Linked DNA regions of Mus musculus: region 1 is linked to region 2. A link is a contact called in public HiChIP or PLAC-seq data. All regions are on one chromosome and are shown on one strand. The core of a region is the stretch at or near the end of the contact, and the rest is flanking DNA. Distances in the headings are between cores, read along the strand shown.

Region 1 (6,753 bases), core at 3,854-6,353, 960 kb before region 2:
AGTGACCTCACTGAGATTCCTGTAGCACAGGTGAAGTAGTTAGAGACACAGTTCTGTCTTAGCGCTATTTGCATGACTAGAGGCTTAAAGTGTGAAGGCCTCTGGAAGTGTCCTGAAGCCTGTAACAATGTGTGGTCTAGGCTACCTTCTTCCCTAAGGGAGCTTAGGAGATGGAGTTTTCCTGCTTTACCGGGAAGCAGATCATGGGCTTTGATAGGCTAATTACTAAGAGACCTTTTAGAAATGTGTGTGCTGATGTCACTTTGTATGAAACATGAGTCCTAACAAACAATAAGATTTAATGTTATTAAATTTGGGACTAAATTTTGGGCTATTTTGGAATGACTACTCAATCATCAGGGTTTTGGAAACATTTTTACCTTAAATTTTCATTAATTAGTTGCTACTTTTTGGTGCCTGGGATAAGTTAACAAATAGAGCCCTTTCATGTGCTCTTGGAAAAGTAGTCTTATTGAGAATGTCCCTGAGGATTTCAGGAGCACAGTTTGAGGTCTCTAGTGCAGTTATCCTTACCATCCTGCTGGCTGTTACAGTCATAGTCATTTCCTTGGCAGATGGCTGAAAGGTCTTGAATCATCCCTAAGCACTAACAGCCTGAGCACAGCTTCCTCATGAAAGGAGTCAGCACTAAAGCCAGCAGCTGTTGTTGGGGATTTTAGTCACCGCAGTGTTCTGCCCTAGTCCACTGCGGTTTTGCCTCGCCTTAGTGTGATGTCTTTTATCCCCTCTGCCCCCTAAAATCTCCTTGAGTTATATCCCCTTTTTGGAATTATTGAAGTTGGAGGATCCTGTTCTGCTTATTTTCAGTGTTTCCAGTGCTAGTGATCACGAATGACTTGTACATCCAAGGTCAAAATGATAGAAACTATTTACAGAGTGAACATCTGGTCCTGAGGACTGAATTCGCTTTTGTTAACCTCATGACTTAGGGGACTGTTTCTGGAATCTAGTTAATGTTAAAAAAAGAGTTGACATATTTAGAATTTTAAATACTTAAGTCAAGAAGCGCTTTGTCCTCTCACCCAACTCTCGGGAGACTGTTTGAGCCTTGTAAGTAGTAGTTTAGCTGCTGAATAACGATTTCAGAACATCTGAGGGGATTCATGGTCTTTCTAGTCTCCCAAGTAGTTAAATTAACCAGCAGAGGAAAAGCCATTCAATCCTGCCCTTGGCTGAGAGCCTTGCTTGCCACTCTCCAAAGACTGCTCTTGGTTACCTTCCCCAGTCTTTTCTGTTCTGTTGTTTCTCTAATTTCCCTCTCCCTGATTTTTTTTTTAAAGATTTATTTATTTATTATATGTAAGTACGCTGTAGCTGTCTTCAGACACACCAGAAGAGGGCATCAAATCTCATTACAGATGGTTGTGAGCCACCATGTGGTTGCTGGGATGTGAACTCAGGACCTTCGGAAGAGCAGTCAGTGCTCTTAACTGCTGAGCCATCTCACCAGCCCCTCTCCCGCTTTTTATTGCCCTTAGTTTTGCTGTTGCTGGAATTACAGTGTTGGTTCCCATTTCCCGATTTCTCACATTATAGTCAAGGGGAAAGGGTTACATAAGGTACTTGTTTTTTAGGCCTCTTTGAGCCAGAAAGTGAGCAGATGGAAACATTTCTCTGGATGCTCCTGAAAGTGTTTTGTTAAAATGCATACTAGGGCCTGGAGAGACAGCTCAGCAGTTCAGAGCACTGGTTACTCTTGCAGAGGATTCAGGTTTGGTTGCCAGCACCCATGTGTAACTATATCTGTAACTGTAGTTCCATGGGATCCAGTATTCTGTGCTGGTCTCTGTGAGCACTGCACATGTGTGTGTTGCACTGGCAAAACACTCATATGCATATAATAAAAATCAATCTTTTTAAAAGATGTCTAATAGGGCCAGGAAGGTGGCTCAATGATAAGAACACACTTCCTGTGAGAGCCTAGCCTTTAAATGCCCTTTTATATAAAAATAAAATTTTAAACTGGATGTGGTAGTGAAAGTGTGGCCCTGCCATGTGAAGAGCTAAGGTGGGAGGGTCAGCTGCTGTCAAGCTTGAGGGTTGCGTGGGTTCCACCAAGCCCTGCCTCTAGTTATTCAATCTTAAGAACATGGCTCAGTGTAGCTCAGTGGTAGACTGTGTACTTAGGATGCAGGAGGCTCTGGCTCCAATCTTAAGCATAAACTATGAGTAATAAAGCTGTTTGATTTTGATCCTGGCTGGGTATGGTACCCCGGTGCGGATCCACTTGGAAGATGGAGTTGGGGAGGGTGGGTTCCAGGCCAACTTAAGCTATAAAAGAAGAAAAACCAAACAAAGAAGGGAAAGGATCTTTTAATTCTCTTTCCAAGTGACAGTATCAAGACTTTCCCATTTTCCCAGTTGACAGATGTAATTCTGAGACTTGATGGACATAGTTACTATGACTGCGGTGGCCGTGTTTCCACTGCATTTTGCTAGAGCTTCCTTCAGAGTTACTTGTTTTCCCACCTGTTCCAGGACTGGAACTCAGGGCCTTCTGTGCAAAGCTTTGCACTGAGCTGTGTCTCCAAGCCTTTTATTTATGTTTTCTTAAACTTTTTTTTAGTTTGAATACTTGAGCTCCTATATCCTCTATCTTTATGAAATCTCATAAATAAACATTTAGGGTTGCTTTCCCTCAGTTGGACTTAACATTGCTATAAAGGAAACACTTACTAAACACTGGATGGGGCTTTAATGTTTGTGGTTTTAGAATGAGACATGTGGACCAGTTATCACCATCTAGCAGCCTAGTCTATAGTTGCAGACCTGTAGTTGTTGTCTCTAAAAACAAAAGTCGTTCTTAAGTGCTTTTCACAGTCAGGGAATTAGAGGATGGACTGGTCTCCCTGACTCACTGAAAACATTGTGACGTTAGGCTGCCGTAGTTTTCTCTTTACACATCTGTTGACTAATACAGTCAGGGAAACTGTACCAGGTTCTAAACACAGTTGCCTTCATCAGTCTCACCTGGATACTGAGGGACACTGGTGAGTGAGGGCTGTGGCCTTGGCAGGTGGACACACAGGCCATGCCAGCTCCGACCATTGGAAACAGAATGCCCTGCCCTGCACTGTGACATCTCATGAATGTTTCCTGTCCCTAACCCGGGACACCACTCAGCTGGCACACAGCCAGAGTCCTCCATGTGTGCTATTCTTGGAAGTTTTGGTGCTTCTCTGTCCACATCATAGCTGTGTTTGCTGACATATTATCTAAAGTGCATGAAACTGTGACACATCTGTGTGTGGGCTTGGCTGTGGAGGGCTAAGGGTTCAGTGCTGAGAGAGAGATAGAGATAGCTTGAGAGCAGTCCATTTTCTGCTTGATGTTTAGTTTGTGTCGTGAGCTGTCCAGAGTCACAGGAGCAGCGACCTTCCTGGAGTTCTCATTCCCAGGCTGCTGCTCTGTAAAGGCACAGGTTCACTTAATACTTGATCTCCTTGGTTGGTACCAAGGTGGGGCCCCTCCTAGATGCATAAAGAGCAGCCTCAGGGTCATTGTCGTAGAGTCACATTTTAAGAGTGTTAAGAAAAACTGTTCCTTTGGTATTTTTCTAGCTAACAGGATAGAGTGGTCAGTTTCATCTCCAGGCTTTTTGTCAGGAGCTGCATCATTCAGTAGGGAACAGAATAGTGAGTGGGTACTGTGATTGACTGAGATGGCAGTGACGTTGTCCTTGCGCCCAGCCTCACTGGTGTGTGTACAGGGACCGTTCCAGAGCAGTAGCATAGCAATGTAATCAGATGCTGACCTTGAGAGAGAGGCTGCACCTGTCTTCATGTGGGCCAGTGTGATTGGTGGAGTTGTTTCTACCTAAGCCTCCGAGAGGAACAGGGATTGTCTGAGTAAATTTAAACTAAGTCGGTGTGAGTGTAGTGTGTAGAGCTATGTAGCACACGGGTCACGTGCTGGCCTTGGTAGACAGAGCCCTTCCGTCTGTTTCCAGACTGTGCTTGCTCTCATGGCTGTAGAGCGTGGCAGTGATTAGAGTGCAGTGAATTAGGCATAGTGGGCTGGCAGTGGTCGTCAGAATTGTACACATTCCTTTTTCTTTTTCATCTCAGTTTCCACCGGCTCCCTCGCTCAGCAGTATGCACATCCTAATGCCGCCCTGCATCCACATACTCCCCATCCTCAGCCTTCGGCCACTCCCACCGGACAGCAGCAAAGCCAGCATGGTGGAAGTCACCCTGCACCCAGTCCTGTTCAGGTAAGGAGAGGCGTGGCCTGTGTGTGCCTAGCTGTGAGCAGTTGTGGGTACGGGGGAGGCCATTCCCTAAGGTTGAATGCCAGAAACATAAGTGTTAAAAAGCTGCTTGATCTTGAAGTTCTTAGTTAAGTCTAAAGCCCTCTGGAATTTCATTCCTGAAGGCAAGCCGCAATGCTGCCTTCCTGTTGGCTTCCTCAGTCCCATGTGCTAATGGGGCAGTGAGGCCTTGTTTGGACCTGTAACTGCCCGGCTGAGGCTTGGGCTTGAGTCCCCGGAAAAGGCCATCTGCATGAGAGATGCTTTGTGCTCTCCTTTCTGCGCCTCCCGGGGTGGGGGTGGGGTGGTGGCCTGTCGCCTTCACTCTATGAAGTTTCCCATTGCTTTACAGCACCATCAGCACCAGGCTGCCCAGGCTCTTCATCTGGCCAGTCCACAGCAGCAGTCGGCCATTTATCATGCGGGGCTGGCACCAACACCACCTTCCATGACACCTGCCTCTAATACACAGTCTCCACAGAGCAGTTTCCCAGCAGCACAACAGACAGTCTTCACCATCCACCCTTCTCATGTTCAGCCGGCATACACCACCCCACCCCACATGGCCCACGTACCTCAGGTAAACCAGCACTAGCCAAGTTTTTGTGAAGGCCACATAGGGAGTGGTGGTCAGATAAGCAGCAAGGAGCCAGTTGCTCCCCAAGCCAGGAAACCCTGTGTGTGGTGCCATCTGCCTGTCTGCCCCTTTCCTGCTTAGCACGTGATCTTCTGGCTCTCAGTGAATGTTGCTATGGTTTTGTGGTGGATCAGTGAAACTGTGACTTAGCATTTCCCAGCTGAGACCTTAAACCTCTGAGTCTGGAATGCACCCCAGTCCTTTCCTTCCTGTGTCTGCTTCGCTGCGTCTCTCTAGCCTCTCCACTGTGTATATATGTGCACACATGCAGACACCTCTACACGGGAGCACACACGCGAGCCTTAGAGCAGGGTGGCAGGCAGGCCTTCAGTGGCTCTCACTCTGAGGGACTGCACTAGGATTGTTGGTTTGCGGGTTAGCAGTGTCCCAGCTGTTGCCTGGTTGCCTCTGTCTGCTGTGATTCCTGAGCTTGGACCTTGGGCTGTGGTGCAGGAGAACTCAGGCTCTAGAGTAGCCCAGACCGTCTGGGGCTTCCCTTCCTTCCTTCCTCCCTTCCTTCCCCCAGTGTAAAGGCTGAGCTTGAAAGCTGTGGTTGCTGAGAGAGCCAGGGCAGCCTGGGCCATGGAGAGGCCCTCTCTGTAGCTGTTAACGTAAGGTGGCTGGATCAGATGTCTGCTACTTTTGATCACAGTTCCCTGAGGTGGGTCTCACTTAGAAGAGTTCCTGAATGATTCTATTTCCTGTCTCAGTGTGCCAGTGAGGCTCTGGCGAGGTGTGAGCTAACGCTGCTGTGTAGTTGGGTCTCTTGCAGAAGGCTAGCTTGTTCCTGTCCTTCCCCCAGAGCTGAGAGTGTAGAATATGCTCCTGTTGGCTGGCGGCAGTGGGGAGGGTAGCCAGTGTGGTCAGTGTGCTTTGGTGGAGTGAGACTTAAGAGAATCAGGGTCCTCTAAGTGTCCAGCAGAGGCTGTGAATTTATGTGTAAGATGAGCTCATCCCAAACCTCACTCATGTATTTGCATAAGAGAGTAAGAGGCTAACAGGGAAAGCAGAGAGCCATGGGCCTGTTTGAAGGTGTGAACCAGTGCTTCGCTGGGGTGATGGTCTAGAGCAATGCACAGGATGGGAGGCAGGAAGCCGCCTCTTCCTGCTCTGCCCACTCCCTGCAGAGCCAAGGTTGAGATTACCGACCAGGTAGCTAACATCACCTTTCTAACTTAAATTTGCTGCCATTTGGTACTGGGTTGACCCAGCTTCAGATCACTCTGTCATCTCAGTGGAGCCAGTGACTCAGCCTTTGCTCCGTCAGTTAAGCTTTTAAAGTGAGGGGCCTAAGTGCTGCTTCACCCTACTTTTGGGGAACCCACTACAACTGGGGAAGGGCGGAAGAGGAGAGACTCAGGAAGCTGCTGAGGGTGCTGGGGAGGCAGTCCCCTTACAGGCCCTTGTCAGTTGCTTTCTGACTGGAAAAGGGCATTGATATATCTTTGGCCATGCACCATAGCAAGCTAAGAAAGTGCCCTTCCCACCCCAATAGCGGCTGCTTTTGGTGAAGACCTTGCCTTGTGTGGTATCTGAGCAGACGAGTTGGGGACTAGGAGGCAACTTCCCCATCTTAGCCCTGCTGGATCTACCTCAAGGTTACCCAAGAAGTCCATCTTGCTCCTTCAAGAGCCCTAGTCCAATGAAAGGAATAGCTGACTTGTTGTTTAAGAAGGAGATGTTGCCTGTATGCGTAAAAGAGCTCTCTGTTTCAGGCTCATGTACAGTCAGGAATGGTTCCTTCTCATCCAACTGCCCATGCGCCAATGATGCTAATGACGACACAGCCACCCGGCGGTCCCCAGGCCGCCCTCGCTCAAAGTGCACTACAGCCCATTCCAGTCTC
Region 2 (6,197 bases), core at 2,591-5,090:
GCCACTGGCTGCCACAGGCACATGACTAACACACACACACACACACACACACACACACACTTTTTTTTTGTTGTTGTTGTTTTTTGTTTTTCGAGACAGGGTTTCTCTGTATAGCCCTGGCTGTCCTGGAACTCACTTTGTAAACCAGGCTGGCCTCAAACTCAGAAATCCTCCTGCCTCTGCCTCCCAAGAGCTGGGATTAAAGGCATGTGCCATCACGCCCGGCTACTTACACACACTTCTTTAATCTACCTGTATCCTCCAGGCCTCAATGCAGTGATTCCTCCCACAGACGAGTAAACTGTAAGTCATGGATATGCTATCTGACCCCTGCGCTGTGGTGGGGTAAGTGGGGTGCAGGCTCCAGGCCAGCCCAGGCTATATAGACTTGAGACTCTGCTCCCAAAACAAATAGGCCAAGAAGATCTCAGCTCAGTGGTAAAGAGTGCCTGCCCTACCTACCTACAGGCATGAGAACCTGAGTTCAAATCCATAGCACCACCTAAGAAACCAAGATGGCTGCCCGAAGGTGGTTCCTCAAAAAGTTAGAGGAGTTCCATGTGGTCTGTTCCTAAGAGTACACCCAAACAGCTCTCATCCTTGGGGCTGAGGAGGAAGTCAGCAGATGAATAGATAATCATAAAAGGGCCAGAAGCATTGACAACCGCTATAACACAGATGAAAACATCATGCCAAGAGGCCCTGTATTGCATAATTCCACGGAAATGAAATTTCCATACTAGGCAAATCCAGGGAGACAGGCAGATTAGCGGTTACATAGGACTACGGAGGAGCGTTCCGGGGGCAATTCAGTGACTGCATAATGGGTGCAGGGCTTCATCCTGGCGAGAATGTCTTGGAACTGGTCCGAGGTGGTGATTTCACAGCCCAGCGCATGGACTGAATGCGATCCTAACAGGGTGAACCTGCCAGGCGTGGTAGCACACACCTTTATTCCCAGCACACTCCAGAGATGGAGCTAGGAGGACTTCTGGGAGTTCCAGGCAAGTTAGTTACAGAGTGAGACCCTGTCTCAAATTTAAAGGAAAAGGAGGGTTAATTAGAGGGCTAGGGGTGCAGCTTGCAGCTAAGCTACTAACTAGGATTTGAAGAGACTTTGGTTCTACCCCAGTACTGTGTCCCCCCAAAATATTAATTTTAGGTCATGTAAACTATTTTGTTTTTCTAGACCAGGTTTCTCTATGTAGCCCTGGCTGTCCTGGAACTCACTCTGTAGACCAGGCTGGCCTCTCTGTCTTCTGAGTGCTGGAATCAAAGGTGTGCACCACCAGGTCCAGCCTCGTGTGAACTTTTATATCAGTTTGAGAGAGGAAAAGGGGGGTGGAGTGGGGCTGGCACACATCTCCAGGCTGTCAATTCCCACCATCCCTGGGACAGACTATTAACCTTTCGCTCCTGTTTGACAAATTCTGGTGGACAAATGTCAGGAGCACTACTACTGAGTGAAATCTGTGCGGATGCAATGTGAGGGCAGCTGCGTGCTCGTCACGGAGGTCTCTCTATGCGCTGGGAAGACAGTAGGTGCTGGCTGCGATGTCACTGAGGAAAAAAGGCCTCCTGGGTCACACAGGTGAGGGTGGAGGACCATGAGAGGGAGTGCCATGAAGTCAGGGCTCCCAGGAGGATGCGACTGGCCCTCTCGATCGCCCTCTCAGAAACATCTACTGTGTCAATAGTGGGCTACAATTCTTCCAGTCAGAGCCCCCTGGCATTCTCAGCTCAGACCTGTGCCCACAGATGAACACCATTCATGATTTTTAAAAACAGTGTTGGGTTTTTCTTGGTTGGTTGATTTGGTTTAACTTGTTTATTTGTTTTGTTTTGTTTTGTTTTTTGATTTTTCAAGACAGGGCTTTTCTGTATAGCCCTGGCTGTCTTGGAACTCACTCTGTAGACCAGGCTGTTTTCGAACTTAGAAATCCTCCTGCCTCTGCTCCCACCCCCCCACCAAGTGCTGGGATTAAAGGCGTGCGCCACCACTGCTCAGCTGAAATTTATTTTCAATAAAGAAAAAAAAAATGCAACGAGAGCTGGGGAGATCGTTTAGTGGGTAGGGTCCTTGCTGCACAAGTGTGAGGACCTGAGTTCAAATCCCACACTAAAAGCTGGGTTCTAAACCCAGCGCTATGAGGGCTGAGACAGGAGGCTTGCAGACTGCCAACCAAGCTCTACGGTTGGTGGATAAGCTTGTCCCAAGGGAATAAGGTGGAGAGTGATAGAGAGGACATCCCTTGTCACATGCACCCAATACATTGCATATACCACATGCCAACGAACCACAACAAACGCAACCATGTGACAATATGCTCAGCCTGGTTTGCAGGAAGAGAAGGACACTTTCAAACAGCAAGCCGACTCTGCACTTCCTCGGGAAGCTGGCCATGGAAGTCCCACATGGCCAGTCATTCCTCTCAGTGGTACGCATTCAAAAACTGAAGGCAGGGCTTCAGACCCCTGCACAGCAATGGTCATGGCGTCACTAGTCATGGAATCCTGCTAAAGGGTGGATGGAACCCTATGTCTACAAAGGACGAGGGGACGTGGTAGATCACATAAGAGACAAAGCGGGAAGACAAGTCTGACACGCCCACTGACTCACAAGCAGTGGGCCACACCCATGATGGTCGAATTCAATTGGGCGCGAGGCTGGGGGTGGAGCCAGCGGGCACAGTGCGTAGGACCCTGGGCTCCACCCCCAGCCCTGCTCATCCTGCGCTGGGGTGCTTGCTGGAATACAGGCAGATAGGAGCAGAAGAAGTTCAAGGTCACCTTTAGCTACTCAGTGAGTGAGTCTGAGATAGTCAGGACTGAGAACCTATATCCAAAACAGGAAGTAACGAAAGCAGCACAGCCGTGAGTTGGGAAAAGAATGAGGAAGTCCTCACTAAAGGGAGGAGCGGTGGACACGCTTGACGCCAGGGAATTAATTGTACATGTAAAAATGGTGAAATATGGCTCATTTTCACATCGAGTATGTTACATATATAATTTTTATTTATGTGCATGTCTGTGTCCATGCCACGGGAGCACAGGTATCATGAAGACCAGAAAAGGCATGAAATCCCCCAATAGCTGGAGTTAACAGGTGGTTCTGCCAGACTTGGGACCTGGGAATTGAACTCAGGTCCTGTGTAAAAGTACAATGAGCTCTTAACTGCTGGAGATGAAGTTCCAGAAGAGAGTAAGCAAGCTGCCATGAAAAGAAGCAAGATGCCACACCTCAGCACAGAGGAAGACATTACCAGCCACGCTCCTGCCTCAGCTTTCCCATCAGTGGATCTTCTTGCCCGAGTTCCGCACTCTCTGCAGCCTGGCTGTGATCCCCATCTTCCAAAAGAGAAAAGCAGGGCGCTGGAGGCCACAGCCTGGGCTTATCCTTTGCCCAGCTTGCCTTAAAATTCTCTCTGCCTCAGTTTCCTCATCTTTAAAATGGGCGCTTTCTGGGTAGTCACAGGGAACAGATGAGCTGCGCACTCAATACATGACTGAAGTGTTAAGAAGCTAATCTTTCAATACAATGTCTATGAACAGGGGGGCTGTGTTCTAGAATGCTCCGGAGTGACTACTGTCCCGGTGAGTCCACCTGCAATTAAATGGATTCCACAACCCCAGGGCAGGAGACCTCTCCTTCCTCTCTGAGCCACGTGGGGCTACAAGTGTTCCTGAAAAGAAAACCAGACTTGGCAGTGCCTGCGAAAGTCAATGGAGATTTTTTTTTTCTTTTCTTGCCAAGAGAAAAACAATTGCTTATCGATCTCTACTGCAGGCCAAGGACACCGAGACATCCACCCCCAACAAAGCTGCTTTTAATCAAGTCTCCTTGGCCAGCCGGTGTCTGGCCTGGGCCTCCCTCGCCACTGCTTCTGACGCAGGCTTGGCCTTCAAGGTCTGAAGGAAGGAGGAGAAGAGAGTGCTCAGACCAGGCTAGGGCTGCCTGTGAAGGAAAGGCAGGCCCATCCAGGTCTAGGGAAGAGAGGCACAAAGACCAGGAGGGCGTGGACACATCCTGTCCCATCCCTACACTCTCAGCCAGGACTCTGAATCCTTTAGGGACCAGAGACCCCACAAGAATCTAATGAAGCTACCAATACTTTCTCTAGCAAGAAAAATAAACTTAAAAGACAAGAGTTTGGCATCAAAGACTGTACTGAGACTGCTTGGAGTCTCAGGCACCAGGCATGGAGAAACTCTGCGTGGTTGTGTAATCCCCCCGGGACGAGCCCGCTACCAGGAAGGGCAGGGATCGGAACACAGGACTGAAAAGGGCATTCCTACAAGCTGCTGGGGTTTGACAAAATGCCAGCAGCCCTGCCTGGGCCTGGCAGTTAGTTCCCCATGAATCACAAGCACTGCCCCACCCGGAAGCCCCCCTCTCCTCCCTCCCTCCCTCCCTCACCTCCAGGGCACCCAACGGAGTCACCAGACCCTTCCTGGAGCAGATGGAGCCAGTCCCCAGCCGGGATGAGAGGAATGCTCCTTCCTCTGCCAGGAAGCCAAAGTGGCACAGGCCTCCAGGAAACGCTTGGCCAAAAGGCCTCCAGGAAACGCTTGGCCATCTCCATTTCCTGGGGGCCATTTCCAACCAGCAACTGCTGCCTGCCAAATGCTATGCCGAGTTGAGCCTAAGTTGAGCTGAGCCACTACGGGAGCTGTAGTATAACAAGTTAGTACGTGGGCCTCCAAATCAGAGACACACCTTTCTCGGGGTCCATCAGGGTCCTCAGAGCCCCTCCTTCTGGCACTCCAAGACAAAAAAAAAAAAAAAAAAAAAAAAAAAAAAAAAGGTGGGGGCGTGCAAATCAGCTCTACAGATCCTGCCAAGGCCAGGAACGATACCACGCTGGAGTCGGGTAAACAGCCACATCCTCTCTCACCTGGGGAAACTGAGGCCCAAGGCCCTAGAGGAAACTCATTTCACTCATTTGTTCTTTTAACAAGCCGTTAGGTAGAAAGATCAATCCATCAATCAACTGGGCTTATCAAGCCTGCAAGAGGCCCTGGGTCGCCAGCATGGTGTAAATCAGGCACAGGGGTGCTCACCTATAATACTACGGAGGTGCAGGCATAGGAGACGTTGTTTAAGGTCTCAGGGCTCATCCTCAGCTACACAGCAAATAGAAGGCCAGCCAGGGCTACACAGTGAGAGCGTGTGAAGATCAAAACAAATAAACAAACAAACAAACAAACTCAATGGGTCAAAGGAAAACTCCGAGCCATTATAGAGGAGCTACATGTGATTTCTGTATCAAGGGACCAACAATCCATGAACCATTTAAAAGGAGTGTGCCCATAACCACAAACGGGGACAGCCAGACTAATACACAAGAGAACAGGAGAGAGGCATTGGTGACACAGAAGGAAGCTGGGGACCCTGGGGCATAAAGGAAGTCTGTCCCGGTAAATATTTTCCCTTTCTAATTAAAATTAAAAAAAAACTTTTTGTGGGGTTGAGAGATGGCTCAACGGTTAAGAGCACTGACTGCTCTTCCGAAGGTCCTGAGTTCAAATCCCAGCAACCACATGGTGGCTCATAACCATCCATAACGAGATCTGGCGCCCACTTCTGGTGTCTGAAGACAGCTACAGTGTACTTACATATAATAAATAAATAAAATTTTTTTAAAAAAGGAAAAAAAAAACTTTTTGTTTTGAAGCAGTGCCTCACTATAAGGCCTAGGCTAGCTTTGTGATCCTCCTGCCTCAGCCTCCTGACTGTGAGGATTACAGGTATATACCACCACAGCTAGCCAACCAACCAACCAATCAAAAATAAACCAAGAAGGGGACGCAGGAGATGGTCCCCTCGGTACAATGCCTGTGGTGAATGCGCATGCAAGCAGGGAGACCCGGAGCTCCACAGAACCCTCGGAATAAAGCCCAGTGCAACTGCCGACTGCTAAGTGCAGGGCTCAGTGAGAGAGCTCGTTTCAAACTATCGCGGTGTTAGTCCCAGCACTTGGGAGGCAGAGGCAGGCAGATCTCTGAGTTCAAAGTCAGCCTGGTCTACAGAGTGAGTTCCAGGACAACCAGGGCTACACAGAGAAACCCTGTCTCAAATAAATAAACAAACAGATAAATTTTAGAAAAAAATTAAAGATTACTGACTTACCTAGAGTCATATGGTAGTTTCAAATATCACTAAAACAACTCAGAGTTTTGTTTTGTTTCACCTAGAT

What was found. HiChIP or PLAC-seq counts read pairs in DNA pulled down with a chosen protein or histone mark.
Region 1: an H3K27ac HiChIP or PLAC-seq map of microglia shows a contact between it and region 2, with 6 times the contacts expected there. The contact joins two enhancer-like sites. A contact is called at or near these places in 2 of 115 datasets of contacts at active chromatin or transcription factors (microglia and pancreatic cancer cells) and 1 of 9 other capture datasets (adipose tissue).

Annotation. Positions count from the first base shown.
Region 1 is chr5:121,806,763-121,813,515 of GRCm38.p6, forward strand. It overlaps Atxn2 (ataxin 2), which reads left to right. Exons shown (of 25, transcript NM_009125.2): 22 at 4,089-4,234; 23 at 4,623-4,850; 24 at 6,623-6,753. Among named protein-coding and RNA genes, the nearest start is that of Mir7031, 9.1 kb to the right of the region's middle. Within about 2 kb of position 5,104, at least 76 of the 459 cell types and tissues checked have an H3K27ac peak or open chromatin away from gene starts, as enhancers often do. A contact at or near this core is called in microglia, where this site is marked.
Region 2 is chr5:122,766,636-122,772,832 of GRCm38.p6, forward strand. The region is part of intron 1 of Camkk2 (calcium/calmodulin-dependent protein kinase kinase 2, beta); the gene reads right to left. Among named protein-coding and RNA genes, the nearest start is that of Camkk2, 9.7 kb to the right of the region's middle. Within about 2 kb of position 3,841, at least 215 of the 459 cell types and tissues checked have an H3K27ac peak or open chromatin away from gene starts, as enhancers often do. A contact at or near this core is called in microglia, where this site is marked.